3 separate regions of the Zea mays genome follow, and regions 1 and 2 are each linked to region 3. The links are chromatin contacts, called in public Hi-C maps. All regions are on one chromosome and are shown on one strand. Each heading gives the region's core, a stretch centred on a gene start, on an enhancer-like site or on the middle of the called end of the contact. The rest is flanking DNA. Distances are from core to core; before and after follow the strand shown.

Region 1 (4,158 bases), core at 547-3,046, 400 kb before region 3:
TCGAGTTCGGGGTGATCTGGTACTTGTACCTGATAATACCAAAAGCCCCCCACAGTAGTTGAGACACACGCATGGCATGGCACACTGAATCCGTCTGTCGCAGTAGCAGCAGGAAGGAATGCGTCTTACGGGTCGCAGAGGCCAGTCGTCTGGTTCGCCGTGGCGCGTGGGCAGTAGGAGCCTAGCGGACAAGCTGACGACGGCAAGAGGAAAGGGAGGGACACCAAGTCAGAAGCAAGCAAGCACGAGAGAGCGTGGCCCCACGCGGGGCAAGCTAGCTGATAAATGCAACTCACGGAGCATGCAAGTGAGGCCGCGCGGGCAGAAGAAGCCCTCGCAGCATGCCTGGCAGCCCCTCGCTCTGAGCGGGACGCCGTTCCTGGGATCCCGAACGACGACCACCGGGTCGGCGGCGCAGGCCCATCCGGCGTCGCACCCCCTCCCCCAGGACGAGATGTTGCAGTTTATGTTCGTCTTGAGGTTGATGTTCTTGTCGCCGTCGCGGTCGTACAGGCTTGCCAGGTAGAACTTCACTTCGTCCGGCGTGCATAGACGCTGGACCAGGTCGCCTGGATGGAACCCAGTATGTATGTTCGTTAGATATTTATAGAATAAAATAATGAAGACAGGTTCATTTTTTATACTGAGTCAAAATGCCTAGTTTGTGAAAAGATTGCCAACGTCACTAGGACTGCGAACTGCGATGGACGATCATACTATTATTAGTTGGAGTTGAGCTTGTCAAACCCAACTGTGTCAGATAAACAAATGGTTGTTCTAAGATGAATGATTTCACGTGCGAAGCGAAATGCGTAGGAGAGAACGTTTCAAACTGACAACGTCTCAGTCAGCCACTTGCCTGGCTGGAACGAGAGAAAAATCGAGGGGCTACAAGAACGACACAAGGTGTGGTCCACGCGTTCATAAGTTGACGAAACCTACTACTACTACCCTAGGCAAGCAGGCACCTATCAAACAGAATAATTGATAATTAATAATTTCTTCACCCGGCCCAACAATCTTTGCCGTGCCGAGACGAGATTCTCGGATTCAAAACCACTTCACTCGGAAGCAAACAGAAGAATTGATTAAAAATCAACTGGAAATCAGACCCAAAATCCTGAGATGTGGATTGACCAGTCAAACAGCGATGAAGGCCACATCCGGGATCAGGCCATGCATGAGCTTACCTTGGGTCTCCGTGAGGCACCGATCCACGAAGCTGAGGTCGGACGTGTAGTTGAAGGCCTCGTTCCAGTCCTCCTCCCTGAGCACGCCGCCACGAATCAGGATCAGCTACACGGGTTATTCTGTACTGACGGGCGACGACGGCGATCGAGCAGCTTACAGGTCGGCAACGCAGAAGCTGAACTTGTCGGAGATGGTGACTGCGATGTCGTTGGTCAGGTTGTTGAGCTGCCTCTCCACGTCCGGCAGGTCCGCCGGAGGTACTACCGGCGGCGGCTGCGCCTGCTGCTGGCCGCTGGCGGCGCCTGCGAGGAGGACGAGGAGGACGACGACGACGCCGACGCCGCCATGGGCTCGCTGCTGGAGCTGCGGAGCCCTCGCATCGCGCATTCCGAGCCGGAGGAGGAGCGCCGAGGCGGTAGCGAGCTTGGCCGGCTGAGGAGGAGGAGGAGAAAAGGATGGGAATGGGGATGGCCGGCCGGGTAAGCGGAGGGACGGCGTGGAAACGTGTTGCGACTGCGAGCGAGGAAACGAGAAAGGGATGCTTTGCCAATATATACTGCGCTACTGTTTGCTTGCTGGCCTGGAGGCTGGAGGCTGGAGGCCGGAGGGACGAAGGAACAAGCCAAGAGACAGAAAAGTTGCTGCCGTTGATTCGGTATTTTGTAGGCGTGTGGACTGCCTCTGGCTGCCACATGCGGGTAGGGGCCAACCTGACTGTTTCGTCCTGCTCTCGTTTCTCTCCCTCCCCTGCTATATTTTTATTCTAACCCTTATCTCTATGGCTACCTCTATATATCTTTTGTATATCTCTATACCAGCATCTAATAAAAAAGAACAGAGAGTTTCTTTCAACCAGATTTTCTACTTTCAGAGTACCCCTGCACCCCGTATGACACAAACTCATAACCCATGTTCATTAAGGGCATGTTTGGTTATAGCTAGAAATTACTGAAAATCTGATTTAGTTATGAAAAAATTGTTGCAAACTAACAATCGTAGAAAAAGCTAAAGTATGTTTGATTAAACAACCGTTAACTATAAATTATGTAAGAGCATGATAGTTTGGTAACATAGAGGGCAGGAATTTGAGAAGGTGTTTAGTTTCCTCACTAAATTTTAGTTCGTGTCACATTAAATGTTTGAATATCAAATATGAGTGTTAAACATAGATTTAATTAGGTTTAATAAATTTGTCTAGTCTTTTAGTCTTCATCAAATGTTTGATAGTCTTCATCTGTATTAGAGTTATAACACTCGCTCTAGGTTATGCCTAGTTGTCGATAGTGAGGTTAGACACTCTCAAACCCCTGGACACTTGCGTGCGTCGTTGTAAATGTACTGAGTGGACAACAGTCTTGCAAGATCACACAAACCGTGTTTAAGGTGTGGCCATCGTCGTGCACCGAAGGTAATGAGGCCCACAATGTTTCGGTCGAAAGCTCGATAGTGGAGACAGTGTGGAGCATCCGAGTGAAGCCAGAAGAGAAGGACCACTTGCAGGGGAAAAAGGATCGTGGCTAACTACAGAGCTACCTGATCAGGTGTTTGGCCCTCGCATGGGCTTCCATGCGTAGGGGCACTAATGAGGATTAATTACAACCTTGCTGATTCTTAATACCTCTGTAAAAAATATTGGCACGTCAATAGGAGGTTGCATCTCTATCATAATTAAGCTTCCGTATTTACATTGCTTCCTTCGATTGTGTGCTTTTTCATTCCTACATTAGTTACAGGCTAGTTGGTAGGATTGGAACCTATAGATTGTAACTCTGTTTTACGATAGAGATAGTAACACATAGACAAAACCTTACTTATACTAGCTTGCTTGGTTATATGCATAGGTTATGTCTACGAGATAAAATTAGAGACCTCGATTAATATGAAAAACAGTTATCCTAATTTTCCACTCCTTTTAGGCATCCAGGTACCTTTAAGGGTCGAAGGAGGACGAAGACAAAGAAGGAATTGAGGGAAAATTAGGGTAGAAGAAGGAATTGAGACGGAAAAGAAACTTTCTTATTGTTGGCGACCAAAATGATAGGTCGGACGGTCCGGCCCTGGGGCCGGACGGTCCGCGGTCCGGACAGTCCGCACCTGTAGGCCGGGCGGTCCACGCAGGCGCAGAACAGATTAGGGTTCCGAGTTTCTTGCTATGTTTGTTGGCGAGAATCTCGGGATAAGCTTGGAAATTAGTTTGTAAAGGGTCCAGCCCCCCTCCTCTATAAATAGAGAGGTATACGGGCGATTTGTAATAATGAATCGAATCAATAACACTTCTATTCCGCATTTATTTCCTAGGAGTAGTTCTAGTCTAGTTCTAGTTTAGCCTTCCGATCCCCCAAATTCTTCGCTTCTCTTCGACTCTACGTCGATTAGAGGAGTCTAGGTCGGCCTGCCCGAGCCTAGACAACTCCTAGGATCTGTCCTCCCGGACGGGGTCCCTCCCGGGAGCGAGATCCAGGCGCCACCGGCAATCTTCCGCCGCCCCTGCGCACACGCGGACCGTCCGGCCGTCAGGCAGGAACTCTAGCCTCGCACCAGGACGTGGACCGTCCGGCCCCTCCGCGCGGACCGTCCGCCCCTGTGCAGAGAGCACTGCCACTAGTTCGTGTTGAGTGTTTGGCGCCCTAAAAAGGTGTCAACATACTTTTTGGCGACTCCGCTGGGGACAACACATCTAGACTCATCAAATCGGCCCTCAATGGCCGGTTCAAGGGATAGCTCTGAAGTCTCCCCCAACAACATTATAGAGCCGACTTGGGAAACCTTGCCGGCCGACGAACAGCTCCAGTTCGAGGAGCACAAGGAGCAGCTGATCCAGGAGGCAAAAGCAAAGTTCTTGGCCATCTTCAAAGTGGACAGGAACAACAAGGTCGTCCGACAATGGGCGATGGATCCGGCTTCGCTTCGACCCACGCTAGATATCCCCAATGTAAGTAATACAAACGAGCTGCAATCTCTTAAGAA
Region 2 (3,998 bases), core at 734-3,233, 310 kb before region 3:
TGATCAAGATAAGTATAGAAAGAATCAGAGTAAGATAAGTAGGTAAGGGTTTTGTCCATTTCTATCTAGGTTTCGTCAGTCAACATTCCCTCTGATTCCACTTCTGTCACACCCGGATTTAAGGAATAATGCTGGGTGCATCTCATATGTGCGCCAAAGAAGAACAACACATATAATAATAGAATGCATAGAGATAAATGTCACAATATCATAAAAGTATTTATTACATAGCGGAAGTCTTACAAAACAAAAGATAAATATAAAGCGAACTAAAGTCCATCCTTGGCGCCATAAAGTCGACTGGGAGAAGCCCCCAAGACCAAGTCGAACTCCTCGTTGTGCGGCTCCTCCTGGGCCACCTGTTCTTCTTCTATGGGGGGATTATATATCGCAAGTGTGAGCTCACAAAAGATCATAGCTCAACAAGTCATGGGGAATAATGTGAATGAACTCACCAAAGGTGGGAGTTCATGTGATGTGTAAGATTGATCATCAATAGGTGTTAAAGCTGAGCATTTATTTTAATAAGTTGGTCAAATTTTATTAGCAATTACTAGATGTAAGTAAATACCAAACCATAATAAGAATAGAACAAAGTTAATAATAATCCCATGCAATGCAAATGACAAATTGAATTTAGTTCCATAATTTAATCATGCGAGAGTCTTGAGCTGCTCATGACCGCGAGCACGGCTTATACCAGTTTTACACTCTGAAGAGGTTGTACCTTGTACCCACAAGTCATGTCACCCATCTGCCAAGGGATCGCGACTCCCTTACACCTCTACCAAGGAGGCGAGGCAGGGCAACACTACGAGGCCTTTACCTAGTTCCACTAGCTTCAGAAAACCCGCTACAATTTCTAGGAAGAGAAATGCAGGAATCCCCCATCTGACCACCATCGCAGCAAAATCAACCCGGTAACCTCCCTACACGCCTACTCCCCTACTGCCCTTGCCCCTATCGGGTAAGGTAGTCCTCCACTAGCTTTCCTAGTTAGTCAGCCAAGGGCGTCCCATTCCACCCTTGTGGTGGCACATGTTTCTCAAGTTAAGCTCCATGTTCCAATTAAAATAATGATCTTGACATGAACATAAATAAAATAATAGAATAATTGGAACATGGACATAATGTAGCATTAAACCCAAAACCATATAGAGCAATAGGAAAACTACCCAAATGATTCAGGGGTAAACAAGGTAAAAGGATAACCAGTCTAGGGTGACCTATTGGTTCCCATCAAAATTAAACCTATGCTTGAATAAGTGATAATAAAAAATATTATTGGGTAAAAAGTGGTCAAGGGCACAACTTGCCTTCAATGAGCTCTTGCTCAGCAACTTCTACCTGCTGAACACCGGGATCCTCATCCACTTGCTCTTCTACTCGCCATAATACAAACAAGCATAGTATAAAGAGGAAATTAACATCACACCAAACATGTATACAAAATACATATTAATAATCTACACATTAAAATAAGATCATAGGAAAAATAATCAATAATTTTGGAGTTATGGATTTTAAGTTATGAATTTCCAAAGGTTTTATGTATTTGATACAAGATTAGCTAAGAGCTAAATTTTAATACAATTTTCATGTCAAAACAGAGACACTATGTGATGAACAATATTATTACAAAATTATAGAAACTGGAATGGTCCAATTTGGACTTAATATGAATTTTCTAGGGATTATAAAAATTCTAGAAATTATTTTTATATTAAAAATCCATTTCCATATTTATTTATCCAATTTATATGTTCTTTGGACTGCGCGTCAATTAAACCAAAGCTCGAGGGTCCCTGCGCAAGAATTCCCAAGACACAGATCGAACCCCGCAGTGGACCGCGGGTTGATTCACTAAAAGCCCGAGGGCTCTTTTGCATAAGCGCTCGGTCGAACGGCTATGGAATGTTCTTAGCCGTCCGATCAATCATCGATGCACCAAATTAGATCTAAGCCTTCATGAACCGGTACACGAATTCTACCGTCGGATCGGTGATCTAGGGCACAACAGTACCTTCACTCCGATCTCGTTCGATCGGATTGGACGGCACGAGACCGTTCCCAGCGAATCCTTATGTGAACTCCGATCCAAACCGCTCATCACCCATCTAACGGCCAAGGTGCGCCACATTAGAAATCTAATCTCAGCCCCATATCTCACGATCGACGGCCAGGCAACGCTCTCCTCCAACCATTTGAACGCCGGCGACCCAAAGGTGAGTCAGCGGCGGCGCGCCATGACCGGCGGAGTCAATCCCCACGCTCTCACGCCCGTTTTCTAATCCGGCTTAGCTACATAATGCGGAAGGCATAACAAGGACGGGGGTATACTTATTACCGGAGATTGTGCAGCGAATGGGCCCGACCGCGGTGACTAGATTGCGCGGAGGCGAGATCAACTACGGTGTGCAATTCCCCGCGCTCCGACCACCCCGATGCAAGGCAATGCACCGTACGGGACCAACACCACTTGAGGACCTCCCTCAGCTTCTTCACGCGGTTGGCGTCATGACTTTGCCCGACACCGACCGAGGCGGCTCTCAGCCCTCTCTCTCTTTCTCGGTTCACGGAGATGGCCGGGGAATGGAGGAACGTGCTGCGCCCGAGATGCCAGGAGGATAGTTATCCCCCACGTAGATGAGTCGGGAAGGAGGGTCGCGGACTCCCCGGGCATTATCCTCGCGTGAGACGTGGCGGTGACATCCGCCATGCGCGCGGTTCGATTGAGAGCAGCTGACAAGCGAACCCCACGCGTCAGTGATAACCGTGAGGCGCTGGGAAGCTAACAAGCGGGCCCGCGGCGTAGTGGGTGCAACAGATCACAAGTGGGGTTGTCTCGTGGGACCCATGGGTGGGCGCCGTTAGGTGAGACTGGGCCGCGCGGCGCACGAGTGAAGTGTTGGTGGGCCGAGGCGTGCTGAGTGGGCCGAATGGGTGGAGTTAGGCCGAGCGCAGTTTTTTTTTCCTTTTTTGTTTTATGTTTTCCCTTTTCTTTTTATTTTCAAATATATAATTTGAATTCCCATTCAAATTCAAACTTTGTGGTAAATTTGTTTTCTCATCACATGTTCAACTTAAACATGGCATGGGTGCACTTATTTATTTTTAATATTTATTTTGTTAAATCTAGTGCTTTGTTTTCCCCAATTTCTAGTATTCCAAATTGAGGTTAAATGCCCATCTCAACTTTAGTATATTTCTTTTATCATTATCTTCATGAGTGAATGCACAAACAAATAACCATAGCATGATGCACAAATTATTTTTGGGTGTCATTAGTTAATTAATGACTTTTGAGGTATTCATTCACATGTTATAATAAATGGAGGCAAACACATATAGGTAAGTCAACTATATTTTCATTTTACATTTTTTGGGTATTACAGAATGGAACCCCCAAGATCACAAAATAAGGTTGAGAAGCTGATAGGGTGCATGACCGCTTTAAGCCAATTCATCTCACGACTCGTTGAAAGGGGAATGGCATTCTATAAGCTGCTCAAGAGGGTGGACATATTACAGTGGACTCTAGGGGCACATGAAGCATTCGAGGCACTCAAGAAGTTCCTGACAACTCTAGTTCTCAAACTACCCAACTGAGCGACTTCAGATCAGCTAGCTGAAGAGCTACTAATGTACATCTCGTGCATGACTCACATGGTGAGCACCATGTTGGTAGTCAAGCGACGAGAGGAAGGACACATACAAGCTACTCAATATCCAGTCTACTTCATCAGTGAAGTACTAGGGCCATCTAAGATTAGGTATCCTCAAGTCCAGAAGTTGTTGTATGTCATCCTCCTCACCGCACACAAGCTATACCACTATTTCGATGATCACAAAGTTGTATTGGTTATGGGTTTTCCAATTGGTGGCATACTGCACAACCGTGAAGCTGTGAGAAGCGGACAAATGGGCGTGTGAACTAGGGGCTCATGACAGATACTGGTCCTTCCTGGTAGCCTTCGTCTGATAGGACAACTCGTGAA
Region 3 (4,478 bases), core at 1,662-4,161:
AAGACTTGCCTAACTTCCTTAACGTGGCCCACTACATCAATTAACTCCACTGAATCAGCTCCATTTCTATCTGCATTATCCAAAGAAGGCACATCCAGGTAGTTTGCTAATGCATTGTCATGATAGACCTGTGATCCAATATTTCTACCCATTGCCTTTCTATTGAGGGAGAAGAACCGTGATTGCCGATCACCATGGGATAGAATGTTCCTCGAATTTGGATAAAAATGAGATCCAGGTCTTTGCATTCTTGAAGAGGAAAAACGAGGCTCGCCATGATAGATCCTACTATCATCATATGACAGATTATCCTCCTGCAGATACTGTTGTGCAAGTAGATCATCAAGGAACGCCCTTCGACTACTAACCAAATCCAAGTCTGTATTACTGTAGTATCTGTTGCTCATGGGGTTGACCATATTAGTCATATACGCATTGCGAGAAAGATTGGTTCCTCTACGCAGGTTGCCTGATTGCATTGCAGCTACCCGTTCAGCAGCCAAAGATAAGTGATCAACACCCTTTATGTGATGGCGACTGAACCTTGAAACATTGGAACCATCTAATGCACTGGTCTGCCTCTGTGAAATGCCATGTCCATATATTGGCAGTGGATGCACATCCGACCTAGATGCACGAAAAACATTACCAACCAAAGGTGATCGATTTTCATCACCAATTTTTGAGAAATCTCTTTGACACTCGAGTATTTCGTCTAGTTGCCCTTCCCCATGATTCCATTGGTCCATTACTAGACTATTAGACAGCCTCAGCCCAGATAAAGCATCTAAAAGATTAGAATCAAACATGTAGGAAGCACTAAGATCCCTATTGCCATAAGCATTCATCTTTCCAATGTTTGACATGGAGCGATTCTGGATATTTCTGCAATAGTCAACATTGTCTGGATTCATATCTGTCCAAAGGGGACCCATGTCAGATGCAGAGTAGTTTGCCATAACACCACCACTATGAACTCTGCTCAGTCCAAACTGCTGTTCATCCAAGTCTCCTGTACCATTAAACTGTTGGCCATGTGGTCTAACAGATAAAGATGCAGAATTGCCAAAATGTTCCTGAAGCAAAAATACAAAGCCTAAAATTATTTGGAATGAACACATAATGAAAAAAAAAGCTATAGAAGAAAATTCTTTGTCCCTTCTATGGAGCATATTAGGCAAACAATAATAATGCATTTCCTTCCAACAGTTGGCAAAAAAAGAAAATATCAAAGTTAAACAAAAGAATTTTGGAACAATGTTAAAGATAAGAGGATTACAAAAAATGGTACACATTAAATCATTAAGCATGCAAACATAACAGTGAATAGCAGGAGCAGAACTAAGGACAGGATACATGGCAGGTGCTGCGAGGGCTGCAAAAAACCCAACCCCACAGCCGCTGCCCATGTTACCCTTTTTAACCCTACATGTACATTACCCTGATTAACATCCCTAAAGTATGGTTTATATCTAATATTTCGTTATTAAGCACCATCTTTTTTTGCCAACTGTTGGAAGGAAATGCATTATTAATGTTCCAAGCTCCGCCCCTGAGATGGAGATGGCATATATTAAGCACCATCATTGTAATGTTCCAAGCTCCGCCCCTGAAGAAAAGTTGCATGTAGTAGAACAGAAAGTTCAGTTCTAAGCAAATATGGATTAAAGCTAATCGTCCAATTAAATTTGGTATGTAGATAATCTCTCTAAAAATAAAGATAGAAAAAGACATCTGCCAGAATAAAACCAGATTTTAAGAACCATAATTGTCTAAATAGATGATAATGTGCAACATGGGATAAAGGAAGAGAATTTTTCCCTCAAATTATGTATCTTGGTGAGTCCTCCAAACAAACCATCCTATCTGATGGGATATGGCGAATGAACACAGAAAATGTAGTTCCTAAGTACCGGCGAGAACTAGATAACAGCAAACATCATTAGCACTTTAGCAGTAGACGGCTCCCGATATATATACCCCTATACTTATGATGATTTGTGCGTAAATAAGTATCTGTGGCAAATCCAAATCTTCTGAGCAAAATCACACAGATCGCATGCTATATTTGGAAGATAACAACGAGTCCGACCTGATATCCAAGCATCCATCTAATCTACAAAAGACAAACGTAAACGCCTGAACCTACAGAATGACACTCATGAAACACTAATGTTTAGCATTGGAAACCAAACAAAACTAAAGATGGTAAGTTTGACGTTTCTCCACTTCGTTGCACATGGAAACTTTAATCATCTAGTATTTAATAAAAGGCCAAAATACGAATCCCAACCCAACCATCAAAACACAAGAACATCGAATTAATATTGAGAGGCCCGTCGACGGAACAATGGCAATGGCAAACCCCAATCTTACCGATCCAAACTACATCCACCAAACCAAAACCATCGATGAGCTCAAGAGCAGCAACACCCCTTACCTGAACTCCGGCAGCACCGTGGCGCATGGTGACCTCGTCCATCCTCGCGCCCAACCCGCGCCCGTCGATACCGGAGAAGAACGAGGCGCCGCCACCAACGCTGCCAAACACCCTCTCCGCCGCCACCGCTGCCTCCGCGCCGGCCTCCATCGTCGGCGGCGCGCTGCCACTGCGCAGCGGGTCCCGCCCCAGCAGCGCCTCCCCTCCGTCGCCACCCCAGCCGCCGTCGCCGAACGGAGCCATCTTCTCCGCCTCCTCTCGTAACGCCGCACGCGCGCGTTCGCGAAAAAATAGGTTGGGTTTGAACGAAACCACCCGAAGGTGGCGCGGGCAACAAATTGGCACGCGGGTGCCCGTGTGGGGTGGGGTAGGGTGGGGTGCAGTGGCCAGTGGGTTGGGTGGCGGCGCCTTTAGCTCTAGGGTTTGGGTTTTCGGGGTTTTGGTCTCATCTTGGGTTTGGTTTGGAGCGGCCGGTGCCGCGAGGGAATAGAAATCAGCTATTAGATATACAAGCATGTTTTTTTTCACGTTAAGGGCTAGTTTGGGAACCCCAATTTCTCAAGGGATTTCTATTTTCCCAAGGGAAATTAGTTCATTTTCCCATAGAAAAATAAAAATCCCTTGGAAAATTGGGGTTCCCAAACAAGCCCTAAGAGAGTAATTTCTATTTTTCTAACGCCCTGCTTGAATCATTGTAATTGAATTTCATTCCAATAATAGTAATTCAATTTTATGCAAAATATATTTATATACTATTATTAGCAAAATGTTGGAGATATTTATGTGCTACATTTTTACTATGGAAAAGTGAGACGAAGAGTGTTATTTAAGTTATAGTGTAGAAACAAATTCTACTAATGCATAAAATTATTTCTCATCCTTCACCCCATAAATTTGAGATAGGCTTATATCTTAACTTTGGAAAGTGGTGGAATGTCAAATTCCAAACTAAATAAGTTACTTTATTGAGTGAATTCCAATTCCTCTAAAATGAAGGGATCCAAACGCCCCGTAAGTGAAAATGAACTAATTTTACTTGGGAAAATAGAATTGCCTTGGAAAAATAGGGTTCCCAGTATAGCCCTAAATCTAGATTTAACCGTATAACATATTTAGCATTTAAATTCTCTCACCACCACCTCGTTAGCTTTATAAAAAAGCTCCCTAACAAACCACGATTACATATACGGTTGGATCTTGTTCTGACGGACCAAGAAAGTTGTTTGCACGCTTACACCTGATGACTGCTTGCATATTAGTCATTGTCCTGTTTTAATCCATACCGGCTTCTACTATTTCTACATTATTTTTGTCTCTATGTATTGCATCTGCAACAATCTAAATAGTCAGCTTTAATCTGAAACGAATAGCCCCTAGGATTATCATGGTATCACAAACACATGGATTATGGGCGTGTTTAGTATGACTATGCTCCATTTTAGACCAGTTCTGTCGGGGACTATAATTAGAGGTACCCCCAAGACTCCTAAACTCGGCTGGTAATCACCATCAGCACAAGCTGCAGAAGCTTGATGGGCGCAATTCAGGTCAAGGCTCCGTCCACTCAAGGGACACGATCTCGCCTCGCCCGAGCCTAGCCTCGGGCAGGAACAGTAGACCCAGGCGGATTCACGCCTCGCCCGAGGGCCTCCTCAAGCAACGGGCGCACCCTCGACTCGCCCGAGGCCCAGCTCGGACAGGCTTCACAGTGAAGCAACCTTGGCCAAATCGTCTCACCAACCGACCGTATCAAAAGAGCATTCAATGCAAGGATCGTCTGACACCTTATCCTGACGCGCGTTCCTCAGTCGGCAGGGCCGAAGTGACCGCAGTCACTTCGCCCCTCCACTGACTGACCTGACAGGAAAACAGCGCCGCCTGCCCTGCTCCGACTGATGTGCCACCCGCCAGGGTGAGGCTGACAGCAGTCGAGTCTAGCCTCAGGCGCCATAGGAAGCTCCGCCTCGCCCGACCCCAAGGCTCGGCCTCAACCTCGACCTCGGAAGACGGTCTCCGCCTCGCCCGCCCCCAGGGCTCG

What was found. Hi-C and Micro-C count contacts between places; a contact is called where the count stands out from the background.
Region 1: a contact with region 3 is called in a Hi-C map of ear, with 4 times the contacts expected there. The contact joins the promoter of LOC103646769 here to the promoter of LOC103646774 in region 3. A contact is called at or near these places in 4 of 25 Hi-C or Micro-C datasets (ear, leaf and tassel).
Region 2: a contact with region 3 is called in a Hi-C map of endosperm, with 5 times the contacts expected there. The contact joins the enhancer-like site here to the promoter of LOC103646774 in region 3. A contact is called at or near these places in 2 of 25 Hi-C or Micro-C datasets (endosperm and tassel).

The regions. Positions count from the first base shown.
Region 1 is chr2:104,341,536-104,345,693 of Zm-B73-REFERENCE-NAM-5.0, forward strand. LOC103646769 (ABC transporter G family member 25) reads right to left here and starts at 1,797. Exons shown (of 14, transcript XM_020548374.3): 1 at 1,349-1,797; 2 at 1,191-1,267; 3 at 297-569; 4 at 130-193; 5 at 1-29. The coding sequence starts at 1,578.
Region 2 is chr2:104,436,593-104,440,590 of Zm-B73-REFERENCE-NAM-5.0, forward strand. No RefSeq gene overlaps it. Among protein-coding and RNA genes, the nearest start is that of LOC118476337, 16 kb to the left of the region's middle. Within about 2 kb of position 1,984, at least 17 of the 20 cell types and tissues checked have an H3K27ac peak or open chromatin away from gene starts, as enhancers often do. A contact at or near this core is called in endosperm and tassel, where this site is marked.
Region 3 is chr2:104,742,834-104,747,311 of Zm-B73-REFERENCE-NAM-5.0, forward strand. LOC103646774 (pumilio homolog 3) reads right to left here and starts at 2,912. Exons shown (of 9, transcript XM_008671440.4): 1 at 2,441-2,912; 2 at 10-1,076. The coding sequence starts at 2,683.